Linked DNA regions of Mus musculus: region 2 is linked to region 1. Evidence: chromatin contacts called from public promoter capture Hi-C data. All regions are on one chromosome and are shown on one strand. The core of a region is the stretch at or near the end of the contact, and the rest is flanking DNA. Distances in the headings are between cores, read along the strand shown.

Evidence for each region. Promoter capture Hi-C pulls out the DNA fragments that hold promoters and counts their contacts.
Region 2: a promoter capture Hi-C map of liver shows a contact between it and region 1, with 2.9 times the contacts expected there. The contact joins the promoter of Inpp5b here to the promoter of Gnl2 in region 1. A contact is called at or near these places in 4 of 39 promoter capture datasets (cranial neural crest, liver and pre-B cells), 2 of 484 Hi-C or Micro-C datasets (cardiomyocytes and embryonic stem cells), 2 of 115 datasets of contacts at active chromatin or transcription factors (bone marrow-derived macrophages and embryonic stem cells) and 2 of 9 other capture datasets (adipose tissue and pancreatic islet).

The regions. Positions count from the first base shown.
Region 1 is chr4:125,026,431-125,032,607 of GRCm38.p6, reverse strand. Gnl2 (guanine nucleotide binding protein-like 2 (nucleolar)) reads right to left here and starts at 2,594. Exons shown (of 16, transcript NM_145552.2): 1 at 2,414-2,594. The coding sequence starts at 2,477.
Region 2 is chr4:124,737,252-124,744,007 of GRCm38.p6, reverse strand. Inpp5b (inositol polyphosphate-5-phosphatase B) reads right to left here and starts at 2,158. Exons shown (of 24, transcript NM_008385.4): 1 at 2,092-2,158; 2 at 1,418-1,544; 3 at 978-1,072; 4 at 275-372; 5 at 105-134. The coding sequence starts at 1,474. It overlaps Gm12915 (predicted gene 12915), which reads left to right. Exons shown (of 4, transcript NR_151694.1): 3 at 2,087-2,234. Gm32117 (a long non-coding RNA gene) reads right to left here. Exons shown (of 2, transcript XR_376640.4): 1 at 6,156-6,756; 2 at 3,903-5,359. It overlaps Mir698 (microRNA 698), which reads right to left and starts at 227; the gene lies at 119-227.

The DNA.
Region 1 (6,177 bases), core at 1,345-3,844:
GTTAAATGGGTAGAATGCTTGCCTAGCACTCCAAAGCCCTGTGTGTGATCCCTAGCACTGCACAAACCAGCCATTGTGGCACAGCCACTAATTCCAGCACTAGAAGCAAGGATTAGAAGTTAGAAAACAGGGACTAGAGAGATGGCTCGGTGATTAAGAGCACTGACTGCTTTTCCAGTAGGTCCTGAGTTCAATTCCCAGCAACCACATGGTGGCTTGCAACCATCTGTAATGGAATCTGATGTCCTCTTTTGGTGTGTCTGAAGAAGCTACAGTGTACTCATATATATAAAATAAATCTTAAAAAAAAAAAAAAAAAAGCTAGAAGATATCCTTGGCCAAACGTTGAGTCAGAGGCAACAAACTGAGACCCTATCTAAAAATAAATTAAAGGAGTAGGCCAGAGAGATGGTTTGGCAGTTAAGAGAACTTGCTATTTTTGCAGAGGACCTGGGTTTAATTCCCAGCACCTACAAGGTGGCTCACAACCATCTATAGGAGCAAACAGAGTGTACATATTATGTAGGCAAAACTCAAATATAAAGTAAATAAATATTTTTAAAAAGAAAATATTTTTAGTCTTTTTTTTTTTTGGTTTGGTTTTTCAAGATAGGGTTTCTCTGTGTAGCCCTGGCTGTCCTGGAACTCACTCTGTAGACCAGGCTGGCCTCAAACTCACTGAGATCCACCTGCCTCTGCCTCCCAGGTACTGGGATTAAAGATGTGAGCCACCACCTGTCTTAACTTTCAAGAGATGATGATGGGTTCTAAAAGTTGGGTTAAATTTCACACAAATCATGGCTTATAGGACTGATTCCCACAGCTTCTGAGGTTAGAAGCAGCATATCTAGAAACCCTCTTTGTGAATTCATAACTAATTCTCTTGTCCTAAATTTTTAATAATTTTATTTATTTATACTTCATATGTAAGTATAATATGTAATACCATATCCTGCCCACATGTCTCTGCACTAAACACACACAGCGTGTCAGTGAAGGCCAGAAGTGGGTGGCAGATCTCTTGGAACTGGAGTTACAGATAGATGGTCGTCTGTATCATGGGTGCTGGGAATCACTGCAGGTCCCCTGCAAGAACAGCCAGCGTTCTTAACCCCTGAGCCATCTCTCCAGCCCCTCCCACTCTAAATTTTAAGAGAGAACCCAAAATCAAACTAAACCCCTGGAGGGCTCTCCTGAGAAGTCGGCCCACACACATCTGGCTACCTATCCTTTTCCTGAGTCCCTCTTCCTACCAACCCTCAAGGTTTCCGTCTACATTTTTCAGCTGTTGATAAACTTAACCCCTGCTTAGAAACATCATCACACTAATCACCAACCAATCCCAAGTGAATCTTCCAAATGCATGGTATTATGTGACTTAATACAGTTATAAAAGATCACAAAGTAACGCAGCAACTTTCCTGCATGTTCTCCTTTAGTACTGCTACATACACAGTACTAAACATTATACGGATATATGTGGGTAGATGCCTTGAAGGCCAGAGGTATCAGATTCCCCTTGGAGTTGAACTTCCAGGTAGGTGAGAGCTGATTGAACTGGAATTGAACTCTGGTCCTCCTGCAACAGCAGTACGAGTGAGCTCTTATTCTCCCCATGTTCTCTCCAGTCTCTGAGTGTTTTCATCATTTTTTTAAAAAAATCTAATCAAAACCCTAATTATGCAAATTACAAGGAGATACAGAAGTCAGCTATCCTTGCAGCCTTACGGAGACAAGAGTATACCTAATTTTTCCCCCCACCAGTTTGAGACAGTCTCACTATGCAGACCAGGCTGGCCTCGAATTCACAAGAGATCTGTCTGTCCTGCCTTCCCAGTATTGGGAACTACAGGGATGCGTCACCAAGCCCCTCTATGACTAACCCATATTTAAACACAGTTTTAGTAGCTAAATCAAAGTGGGAGGGACTCCTCGAAAGCCTGTTTTGTTTGCCCTGTAGATGGGAATTTCTCGTATCTCAAAACCACCTCTATTGAAATCACTATATTTACCTGAAGTGTTGCTTATGCATGGTCTGATTCCACGGTCAAAGCTAAGGTGGCACGAATGCTATGGTTAAGGGTAAAATGCCACCTGGGCCAACCTACTCCACTCTGTGTCTTCAGTCTGTACCCTGTAGTCCAGATAGCCACTAACTCGTGATCCCCTCTGCCTCAGCTTCCTAAGTGCTGGGATGACAGGCATGTGCCAGGACTCCAGGACCCTAGCCCACTTTTAACTTGCCTTTCTCTACACCTCCTCCTGAGAGGCCTCGGGGCTGCCAGAGGCTGGCGTGACTCATCCCCCAACTTTAGAGCAGGTGCCTAGACCTCGGGTCCGCCGCCCAGGCCGGAACGGGCCTTCCTCCGTCCCCGACGGCTCCTGCGGCCTGGTCCCGCCCGGTCCGCCGTACCTGGGTTGGTGCTGGCCGCCGAGCGGTTGATGGTGCTCCGTCCTTTGTACTTGGGCTTCACCATCCTGACGACAGTACCGACACCGCTCTGCTACTCGCGAGGTAAACCACTTCACGACTTCCCAGCCGGGAAAGCGTCCTGTGTGAAGCACGTTGGACCCTGAACACGCGCGACGTCACTTCCGCTCGCGCTACGCGACTTCCTGAGAGCGCGCGGCGCTTGCCTAAGGCTGACCCGGCTCCGCCTCTGTCCTGCTCCCGCCTCCCCCGGGTCTAGCAACCGTCAAGCGTCCCTTCCATAGCAACGTCCAGGGCACCGGGCAGTCCTGGGTTTAGTGAGAAAAAGAGAGAAAGAGAAAAAGAGAGAAGCCTGTTCTCGGCCCAGTGCATGAGCTGATGGGAATTTGCCCTCTGAACCTTTCTAAAAGTGTTCCAGCAAGAGCGGGCAAATATCAGAACAGGTCATACCTGCCTTTAAATTTTAGGCTGGAGTAGAGCAGTTTTTAGTAACAACAGACTTTGGATTCAAGCCTCAGCTTGAAAGAAAGAGAGAGAGACAGAGAGACAGAGAGAGAGACAGAGAGAGAGAGAGAGAGAGAGAGAGAGAGACAGAGAGAGAGAGAGAGAGAGATTTTAAATTCTCCAATGGTTTATTATCGCAAAGAGAGACAGATTCAAACTCCTTCCAATCCCTACAAAACTTGTGATCTGGCTCCGTTCCTCTGACCTCATTTCTCCCTCTTCTGACATTTACACTGAATGTTGCTCTGTTTGATCACACATTCCCTGAATCGGCATCGCTGGTTCCTTCTGGTCAGTTCCTGCTCAAATATCCTCTATCCATAGGATTGCAAACACTAGCAAATTCATCAGCATGGTGACACACACCTATAATACCAATGCTCAAAAGGCAGAGGAAGGAGTTCCAGACTTGTCCACATTATATAGCATGACTTGTCTCCAAGAAGGTGGAGGAGTAGGAGTAGGAGCAGGAGGAGGGGGAGGAGGAGGAGGAGGGGGAAGCAGGAGGGGGGGAGGAGAACATCAAGAAAAAAAATACAAGACAGTGAAATTTGAATTTCAGGTTAAAAATAAATAAACACACTTTCTAGCTTATATTCCAATCATCGTTTAGGATAACTTAAAGGATCTAAGGAAACATGATATACTTGAGAGGCTAAGGCAGGAGGATTGTCACAAGTTCAAATCCAGCTTGAGCTACATAGAGAGACCCTACACCAAAAGATTTTTTTCACTGTTCACTTGTTTTTAAATGGAACTACATTCTCTTGATCTATCTGGCAGCAGCTCCTTTGGCAGAAGTATTTGCTGAGTTACTGATTTAAGTCAGCCACTCTCTTCCTGTTATTCCATCCCACCTCACTTCACGGCACATGCCACTACCCGAAATGACTCTGTTCACAAGAGCATTGGCTGCTTTCTTGGGTCTAGGCCATAAGCTTAGGAAAATGGAAATCAGGTACGTTATTCACCTCCGTGTCCCCAGAACGTAACAAAGCTGAGTGTGTTGGCATGAGCCTCTAACCTCAGCATTTGAGGTTAGACTATCTGCCGTGAGTTCAAGGCTAGTCTAGCCTGGGCTATATAGGAAGATACAAGCCAAACTGTAGAAAAAGACATTATCTTTTTGTTTGTTTGTTTGCTTGTGTTTTGAGATAGGGTTCCTTTTTGTAGCCCTAGCTGCCCTGGAACTCACTCTGTAGTCCATGCTGGCCTCCAGAGTGCTGGGATTAAAGTGTGTGCCACTTCCAGTGTGGCGGTGTGCCACCACAGCCCTCTGAGACATTATCTTGAGAGAGAGAGAGAGAGAGAGAGAGACTGTCACAAAGGTGCAGTTAAGTATGTAAAGGTCCCCTGGGCTTAAAAATTAAAAACACTTTGAACAGGCATCTGACATAAAATAAGGCCTTACTAAATCTTTCTTGGATGAATAAGGACAGAGGTGGGGGGGGGGTACCTCTTGTCTAAAGGGCCCCATGAGACCCAGGGAATTCTGTTTCCCAGATTTCAACCAAGTGCCTTTTCTGTTGGGACTTGAGTTGACAGGAGTGCCTATCTGTGTGCCTTCGAGAAGGACCAGAAAAATGCTGATTGAGTAAGATCCATGAGAAGTGTGGGGCCATTGGATCTGAGTTCATTTTGTAAGAAGAAAACCTGTGGTGAAGCGCTCCAGTTGAAAGAGGTACAGTTGAGCGCTTCTCTGAGTCTAAAACAAACAAACCCCGAAATATTCTTTCTAGAGCAAAAGCAGACTGTGTCCAGAGGAGAGATGGGAGTCTCTTTCCCTTCTTAAACTTTGCTTTTCTTGCCTCAAGGGCAAGTGTCAGGAGACTCAACTCTCCTAGGAAGGCCCTACCCCTCATATGTGCCTAAGGGGACTCAAAGAACCAATCAAAAGTGCACATTCAGTGAGGGGCTAAAGATCCTCCTTGCAATCCTCCATCCCTTTGATCCCCAGATGAGGGTACAAGAGCCTCCTCCCAGAAAGAAGATTAGATTAATGTGTTTCTGATGCTTCAACTTGGTGCAAACCAGAATAAACACGAATGGCAAAAATCAGCTCATGAGCTCATGCAGGCTTTGATCAGAGACATAATTTCATTATGAAATTTTGAATCAGGCTGTTATGAAGTCTTGCCAAAGAGTTTTATTTTCCCAGATGATATGGTGGGTTGTTTCTCTTCTACTCACCTACCCTGCTTATGTTCACTGTACAAATTTCCCATCTACTTTTACAGCCTGACCTATCAACCCTTCAAACAGCATTTGCTGAGCCTGACAACCATCCTCCGTCCTACCAGCAGATGAAGTGCCTGACAGAGGCCAGTTACACTCACGTTACCCTTGCGCTTCGACTAATCTACTTCCCACAGTTATAATACAGTGACTATATTTCACTCATTTTTTTTTCTCCTTAATGCCAGGCAACTAGAGGAGGCAAGACACCCGCAGGAACACAGTTCTCCATACATTCTGCCATACTCATAGACCACATACAACAGAGAAGGATTTAACGACCTGAAAGCTTGCAGGGTGGTTCCTCAAGTTTATGGTACATGAACACATTGCAGACTCAGTCCATAGCGTGCAGAAGCAATGCTTGCTCTCTCTCTCTCTCTCTCTCTCTCTCTCTCTCTCTCTCTCTCTCCAGACCCGGATTAGCACCTCATCCTCTGAAATCCTCTGGCTTGTAGCCACGGGTCTCGATGGATGGGGAGAATCCCTCAGAGACCATGCCTCTTTTCTGGAACAAGCCTTGGCTGTATGCTGCTGTTCTCACAGGCAGCAGAGAAGCCTGGCCTCACTTTTATCTTGTCGTTGATGTCCGGTGGGTAAAAGCAGATGCTTCTAAGGAAGACATTTTTCAGAGTGGTCTGAGGACCACTGGCATCAAAATCACTGGGCGGGGGGGTGTTAAAAATGCAGCCTCTTGAACCTCTCCCCAGCTCCCACTTGATTAAAGATAGGGGCTCAAATGTAAAAAATAACCTACCTTTTTTGTTTGTTTGTTTTTTCCAGATAGGGTTTTTCTGTGTAGCCTTGGCTGTAGACCAGGCTGGCCTTGAACTCAGAAATCCACCTGCATCTGCCTCCTGAGTGCTGGGATTAAAGGTGTGTGCCACCATGCCCGGCTAATAACCTACCTTTTAATGATCTATTTTCCCCTCCAGCACTAGGGTCAAACTGGGGCCGTCAGCATGCTAGGCAAGTGTCTACCACTGAGCTACACAGCCATGTCCCAC
Region 2 (6,756 bases), core at 909-3,408, 290 kb after region 1:
GGCACCTAGCATCACTCCCATCCAGGCATGTTCTCGTTCATCTTTCTGTCTTTGGAACCTGTCCCATTGACCTAACAGGGACCCAGATTGAAAGGGCTACTCACCAAGGATGTAGAGTTCACCATCTGGGGACACTGAGGGAAGGAAACGAGAATGTCTTTAGCAACTGAACATCCCTGTCCCACCCACATAGCCACCACCCTCCCTTACAGTGAGGGCAGAGATGAGTTGGGGGCCACCCAGAGGAGAGCATACCACCCGGCCCAACTGGCACCTTCTTCCAGCATAAAATCTTTTGAGAGTGGCACTATCTGGTCCAGAGATACATCGTCTCCTGTGATGGCCATCCTCCGGTGTGTATACAGGAAGAGACTAAGGGCAGAAATGAGTGGAAGGCCCAGCTTAGAGTGCTTGTGGTCACCTGTGGGTCCCTAGTGCTTAGCTGGCAGTGCCCTAGCCATACGCATGGCTCAGGCCCTTTCCATGCACAGTGTCCAGTGATGCAAGAGCAGTACACATTCCAACCATCTCTTCAACCCCATCCCTTCCCTTTTTGAGGTAGGGTCTCACTCTGTAGCCTAGGCTGTGCTTAGAATGTAGCCCAGGATGGCCTGGAATTTGTGACAGTCCTGCCTCAGCTTCCTGGTGCATGTGCTCGCTCGTTCCCAGTTCAACCCTCTGTACTTTACTCTGGGTAAATGGAGCTATGAAGAACAATTTGCATAGGATTGCAGCATCCGGATTTAAACTCGGGCACTCACACAAACTCAAAATCTGGCCAAGTTTGATATAACTGCCTCTCCTCTAAAAGCTTCCACATCACATCTTGCTGATTATTAAAGGCTTAGAACACGGTGTTCCAGAACACTATCATTGTGTTAATTAGTCTAGGAGACTCAGACAGAATGACTGAAGTCCAGCTGGAGGATACTGAAGAACCACCCATGGCCCACACAGGCAGTCTGAGCCCTACTTACGCATGCTCCTGGGCGTCATTTTCCAGCCGGTACCTCACCAGCCCGAGCAGGCGGCTCTGCCGGCTATCTCCCTTACACAGCACACCTTGGACTGCCTGCTGCTCAGAGTGAAGGGAAACTGAAAGCCAAAGGGCGAAACTCCCCATCCGGCCCACTCCACCACGCTGCCTTTCCCTCTCCCACTGGCAAACGACTTCACCTCTCTGAGTTTTCCTCATCTGCAAAATGGGTATAATAGTCTCCAACTTTGCAGCTGGTTGAGAAAATAGCTACCTATGTAAAGCACCTGGTAGAGAGACCAGAGCCAAGTGAATACTTGGTAAATATTGGTTTACCTTTTCCCATATGGCTTCGAGAGAAATTTTTCCACACCCTCCATCCCACCTCCCAAGGCTGAAGCAGGCACGATCTGGATGGCAACCTACAACTGGGAAGGATATGATGACGCAGTATTCCCCCTCAACCAGGGTCTCCTGGATTGCCACAGACTGGTCCATGCTGAGCTGTCAAACCCTGGGGTAGGGCAGGTGGGAACCTCCCATTCCGTATTAGAGCTGCTTCGGGGGGCTGTGGGGATGAAGAAAGGGGCCTTTGTGGAGGGAAAAGAGAGAGCCTGGTCATCTCTCTTCTCCTTCTGGCCTTCCCCGTCTTTCCTACAATGGGTCTCTCAACGTTTCCAGAAAATGGGTTTCTACCCCTTTGCCCCTTGCTCGGTGTCGCCCCAGATGTTCCCAGTGGAGTTCAGTATGCTCTCTGGTCTCCTTGCTTCTGGGTACAGCTCTGATGCCCTCTTCAGGGAGCAGTTGTGGTCCATCTGGCTCTTCTCTGGGAAAGGTTGGTGGTGTGTCCAAATAGGGGTAGGGAGACAGCCTTCGCCTCAGTCTCAGCTAGGAGGGTCTTATTCTGGAGAAATAACCCAGCCCCGCTGCTCTTTCCTCGGAGCCTGTGGGTGTCCCGTTGCTCCTTGCCCCTCACCCCACCCAACAGGCCCCGTTGCATCAGCAGCAGGTTAGGAGTGTCCATTCTGGCACCCACAGGACAAGGGCCCCAGCAACCAGCTTGCAAGCCCCCTCCCACTCTGCACTTATTTCAGATCCTTGTCATTGCAGCCTACCTCCCGAGCTGTCACCGGTGGGCCTGCAGGACACCTCCGTTCCAGGGCAGATTAAGGACTACATTTCCCAGCGGCCCTGGCGTCACAGGACGGACAGCCAGCCTGCAAGTCCCAGCATGCCCGAGTCGGACATGGACGAGTAGGTGGGTCTCCCCGCCCTTACTCTATTTAAAAATCTAGAATCTACAGTCTGTATTCAAGCATACTCGGGCGTCCCAGTTCTGGAAAGCCTGCGTGAGGAACGCCTTTCTCAGCCCACTAAATCAAAGGGCCAAGGCCCATGTCCAAGGCAGAAGGAAGTGGTCATGTTACCCTAACGGAAAAAATGATGTTAACTTTTATTTTCAAGTTAAGTCCATCCTCAACTCTTCACATGCAGAAAGGGACAGCTTTCTATTATTCTGAAACACTTCCAGATAACTACCGTGCCCTGGCTTCATGTATGTCACCTTCTCCACTTGCCAGGTGGAGAAACGGAGGAACAGAGAGACAAAACTGTTTGACAAAGTCCGTAGCCAATAAGTGCTGGGTGCCCAGAGGGAAGTCCAACTCCAATTCCTGTGTCATTTTCCCGTCTAGGAACTGCTAAATGTTCTTAAGACCTATCTAGCTTTTCTGTCAATGGAACTTGAAATGTGTGGCATCTTTATCTGTGACACAGTAATGACAACCACCAGGCAGCGCGGAGGACTCTTCTTAACAGCGGAGGACGATGTGGCCCTCTTGGCTCTTTATTTCTTTAAAGATCTGTTAGTTTTTAATTTTTTGTGTGTATGTGTGTGTGCTTGCATGAATTTATGTGCACCGTGTGTGTGTGTGTGTGTGTGTGTGTGTGTGTGTGTGTGTGTGTGTGCACGCTCACCTAAGAAGGCCAGAGGTCATCAGATCCTCGGGGCTGGTGACAGGAGGCTGTGAGACACCTGATGTGTGTGGTGGGAACTGGGTCCCAAGAAAGAGCAATATGTTCTCTTAACTAAGGAGACATCTCACCGCAATGCCCAGATAGACAGCCCTGAGCAGGTTTTGTCCTCAAGCCCCTTAGCCACATTCTATTGGCCATTTACCCTGACAGGAACTATTCTCTTCCAGACTCCATTGTTCCCTTCTAGGTAAAGACTATATATAGCTAAACCGGGGATGGTGGCACACTCCTTTAATCCCAGCACTCGGGAGGCAGAGGCAGGCGGATTTCTGAGTTCGAGGCCAGCCTGGTCTACAAAGTGAGTTCCAGGACAGCCAGGGCTATACAGAGAAACCCTGTCTCGGAAAAAAAAAAAAAAAAAAAAAAAAAAAAAGACTATATATAACTCAAGACAGGACAAAAGAAGCTAGCTCAGACGAGAGAGTCTAGAATGGTTGGTTTTTTCTCAACTGCTGACTATTTCGGTAAGCTGGATCCCTGAGGACTGGGCTGAATCTTGCCCTTACACTCCTGTGCAGTTTCTGGTATAGTGGCTCTGAGACTTTCATTTATTTATTTTGAGCAGTCCTGAGGATGGAGCCTAGGAACCGGAACCCAGGGCCTCACAGCTGCCAAGCAAACACTCCATGACTGAGCCACATCTCCATCTCAGAACATGTTCACCCCAATTAGTTAGCTTTACTGATTTAAGATTGCTTCTCGCCGGGCGTGGTGGTGCACGCCTTTAATCCCAGCACTCGGAAGGCAGAGGCAGGTGGATTTCTGAGTTCGAGGCCAGCCTGGTCTACAAAGTGAGTTCCAGGACAGCCAAGGCTATACAGAGAAACCCTGTCTCGAAAAATCAAAAAAAAAAAAAAAAAAAAAAAAAAAGCAAGCAGTTGGGCCAGTGTTGCAGAATGGATGGCCACTGTAACTTTTTATTGCTGTTGTTTTGAGATAGGGACTCACTAGTTAGCCCAGGCTGGCCCAAAATGTGCCTCAAACTCATAGTGATTTTTACCTCTAAACTGTCTCATTGACCCCACACCCACCCCTGTAACCTTTAACCTGCCCCCCTCCTTTTTGTTTTGAATTGAACTCTGATAACCAGTTCAACCTGCATGTTGCAAACTCCTCCCAGACTCTTCCTGGTTGTCTCTTTCTAGAAACATCCACAGCACAACTGGAGTTCAAGTTGATTGGGCTGCAGTTTTGAAGTCAAATGGGGGATGAGGGGAAAGGGCACTAGTTAGAGATCAAGGCACTGAAGGTCACTGAAGGAAGGCAGGAAAACCCCTTAAAGCTGATCGTTAGAGAGGAGGGGCTGGGGAGATGGAATGGGCGAGGCTAGGCGGTCTTTACAGACCGAACTATCCCTGCAGGATTTGGGGGGGTGTCTTCCCAAAATGTAGGTCAGACAAGTATATCCTCCCCACCCCCAAAAGTCTAAGCCTCCTCTTGGGATTGGGGACAAGGACCCATGTTCAAGGCCCAGACCCTGTGAGTGGGGAAGGGGGAACCTGGACTTGGTAAGTCATGCTCTCTAAAGACACAGCTCCAGGGTTTGGAGCAGGGAGATGTGAAGGCTTGCAGTGTCCACAAATTCTTTTCAGATGTCACTCTCTGATAACTGCTGAGCCCAGGTAGTGGACCAGGGACAGGAACAGAGCAAAGGGAGGAGCGTCTGTAGCTACACTGGGGATCCAGGGCAGGGGGTTCCTGGTGACTCTTGGAGTGGCCTTGTTGAAGTTAAGGGTCCCATCTGGCTGGAGGCAGCCACCTGAGGCCAAAGCTTGACAGTACATAGGTAGCAGGGACCAGCCCCTGCTCCCTGACTCTTGAGTGTGCCTGTCTGTCATGCAGACCTGTCTGCAGCCAGCCCTAGGTGTAGTCTGAGCTGGACCATTTGAGCTACAAGAATAGACAGGACCATTCATGTTATCCTTGTCCTTCCCTCAGCTCTTGAAGGCAAGAAGTCTTAGTGAAACTAGAACTGAGCTGAGCTCAGCTTCCCCATGAGGTCAGCTCCCCATGAGGTCAGCTCCCATGAGGTCAGGCTGTCATTTCCCAGAAAACCAGTCGGTTAGAAATAAGGGGCCACATTCTGGAAAATTCCACCTGATTCCCCCAAGTTGAGGTGCTATGCAAAACAGAGAGGGTCTGGCTTGCTCAACCCCATGCAGGCTGGCTCTCCACAAATGTAGCTCCCTCTAGATTCCACTGCTGAGCTATTTCAGTCTGGCAGCTCTGAGGAAGCACTGTCAGCCCACTTCACAGAAGTTCAAGTCCTTGGGGCACATGGCTGGAGTGTCCTGCCCTTTGAAACAGGCATCCCCCTTTGCAGGAAGACAGGGTATAGGTTATCTCCTGAAAGAAAATGGAAGGTTTGAAGACTTAATGCTAGACAGAGGAGGTAGGGGGGAGCCCTGCTGTGTCTGAGCCACTGCTGCCCCTCCCTTCCACTTCCCCCAGCAGGCAGCAATGTACAAGACACATCTCTCTGAGGAGTGGACTCAGTGGTGGTCACCAAGGGGGACATGGGGAGCTGCCTGTCCTCTGTGATGCTCAGAGACCTGCTTCTGGAAACAGGACACTTTGCCCGGGGAAGTGTTGGGACACCCCAGGATGGGAGTACAGCGCCTCTGTGAAGCCACAGCCCCTACCTGGCCCCTCTAGGATGTACAGGAAGCTTACAACCCAACACCCCTCTCAGCTGCCACTCTCGACAAGCACAGGCAGTTGTTCCACAATGAACAGTAGGTGGAGTGCCTCTCCACTATAGCAGTACAGGGGTGAGGGCTGGACTCTGAGTCCTTGGACAGCAGAGAAGGGCTAGACTCCGTTCATCTCTCACCCTACAACTGAGCCCACCAGGCCTTGTAGTGGGAAGCGTTAAGTTGAATCACCTGAAGTAAACATAGCAGAAATCCCAGGCCTGTGGGGCTTTTGCCAGCCAGAGGGCATATCTTAGTTTCTCTCATCATCACAAGAGGGACTCTTCTCTCTCTCCCATTTCAGAATCTCTGTCCCCAGCTGTTGAAATGACCCCCTAACGCCCTTCACCTTAGAGTGGTGTCTCTTCTGGATCCTATCACATCCTGCCCCCTACCTTGCAGTACCATTCCCTAGATGTCCATCCTGCCGCCTGGTAGGAGCCCCTCACCTTCTGGGAGAACACAGCTCCCAAGCAATGGAAGCTACAGCAGGTCTGTGGCTGAGCTGAGTGCTGTGGCCCCATTTCAAGCGGAGGGCATCAGTCAGGAAAGGTCTCTCTCTTTCACATGCTGCTTACTTGGACTGGAGCAGGGATCAGCTGACCTCTTTTCAGACTCTGGGCTTCCAGGAAGACCAGCAGTAGAACTGGCTTGAGGAAGAGGTGACACAGCAGGAAGTGGCTAGAGCAAAGGTCACAGGTCAGGGAAAAGCTACTGGAGTTAAATGGAAGAGTTGGGAGAAGCAGCATCGTCCGGTCTAGCAATAAGTCCGAAGCTAGGAATGGCCCCAGGGTCCAAGCAAGGCCAGGATCTCAGAGCTGAGGACGCATACCTGGGAGTAAAGTCATCCTGTGGCAACCATTGGCCATAGATGTCTTCTGAGTAGGTACCACTGTGCTGCAGAGAGTGGAGCTCCAGCCCTGAGCAGCTTGGGAGAGACTGCAGAGGTTCTTATGATTGCATTATACAGATGAATGAATTGAGGCCGGGGAGCAGGGGAGACAGCCTATAAGGAATAAGAGGTCCCAGGAAGTCAATTTCCTCCCTGGA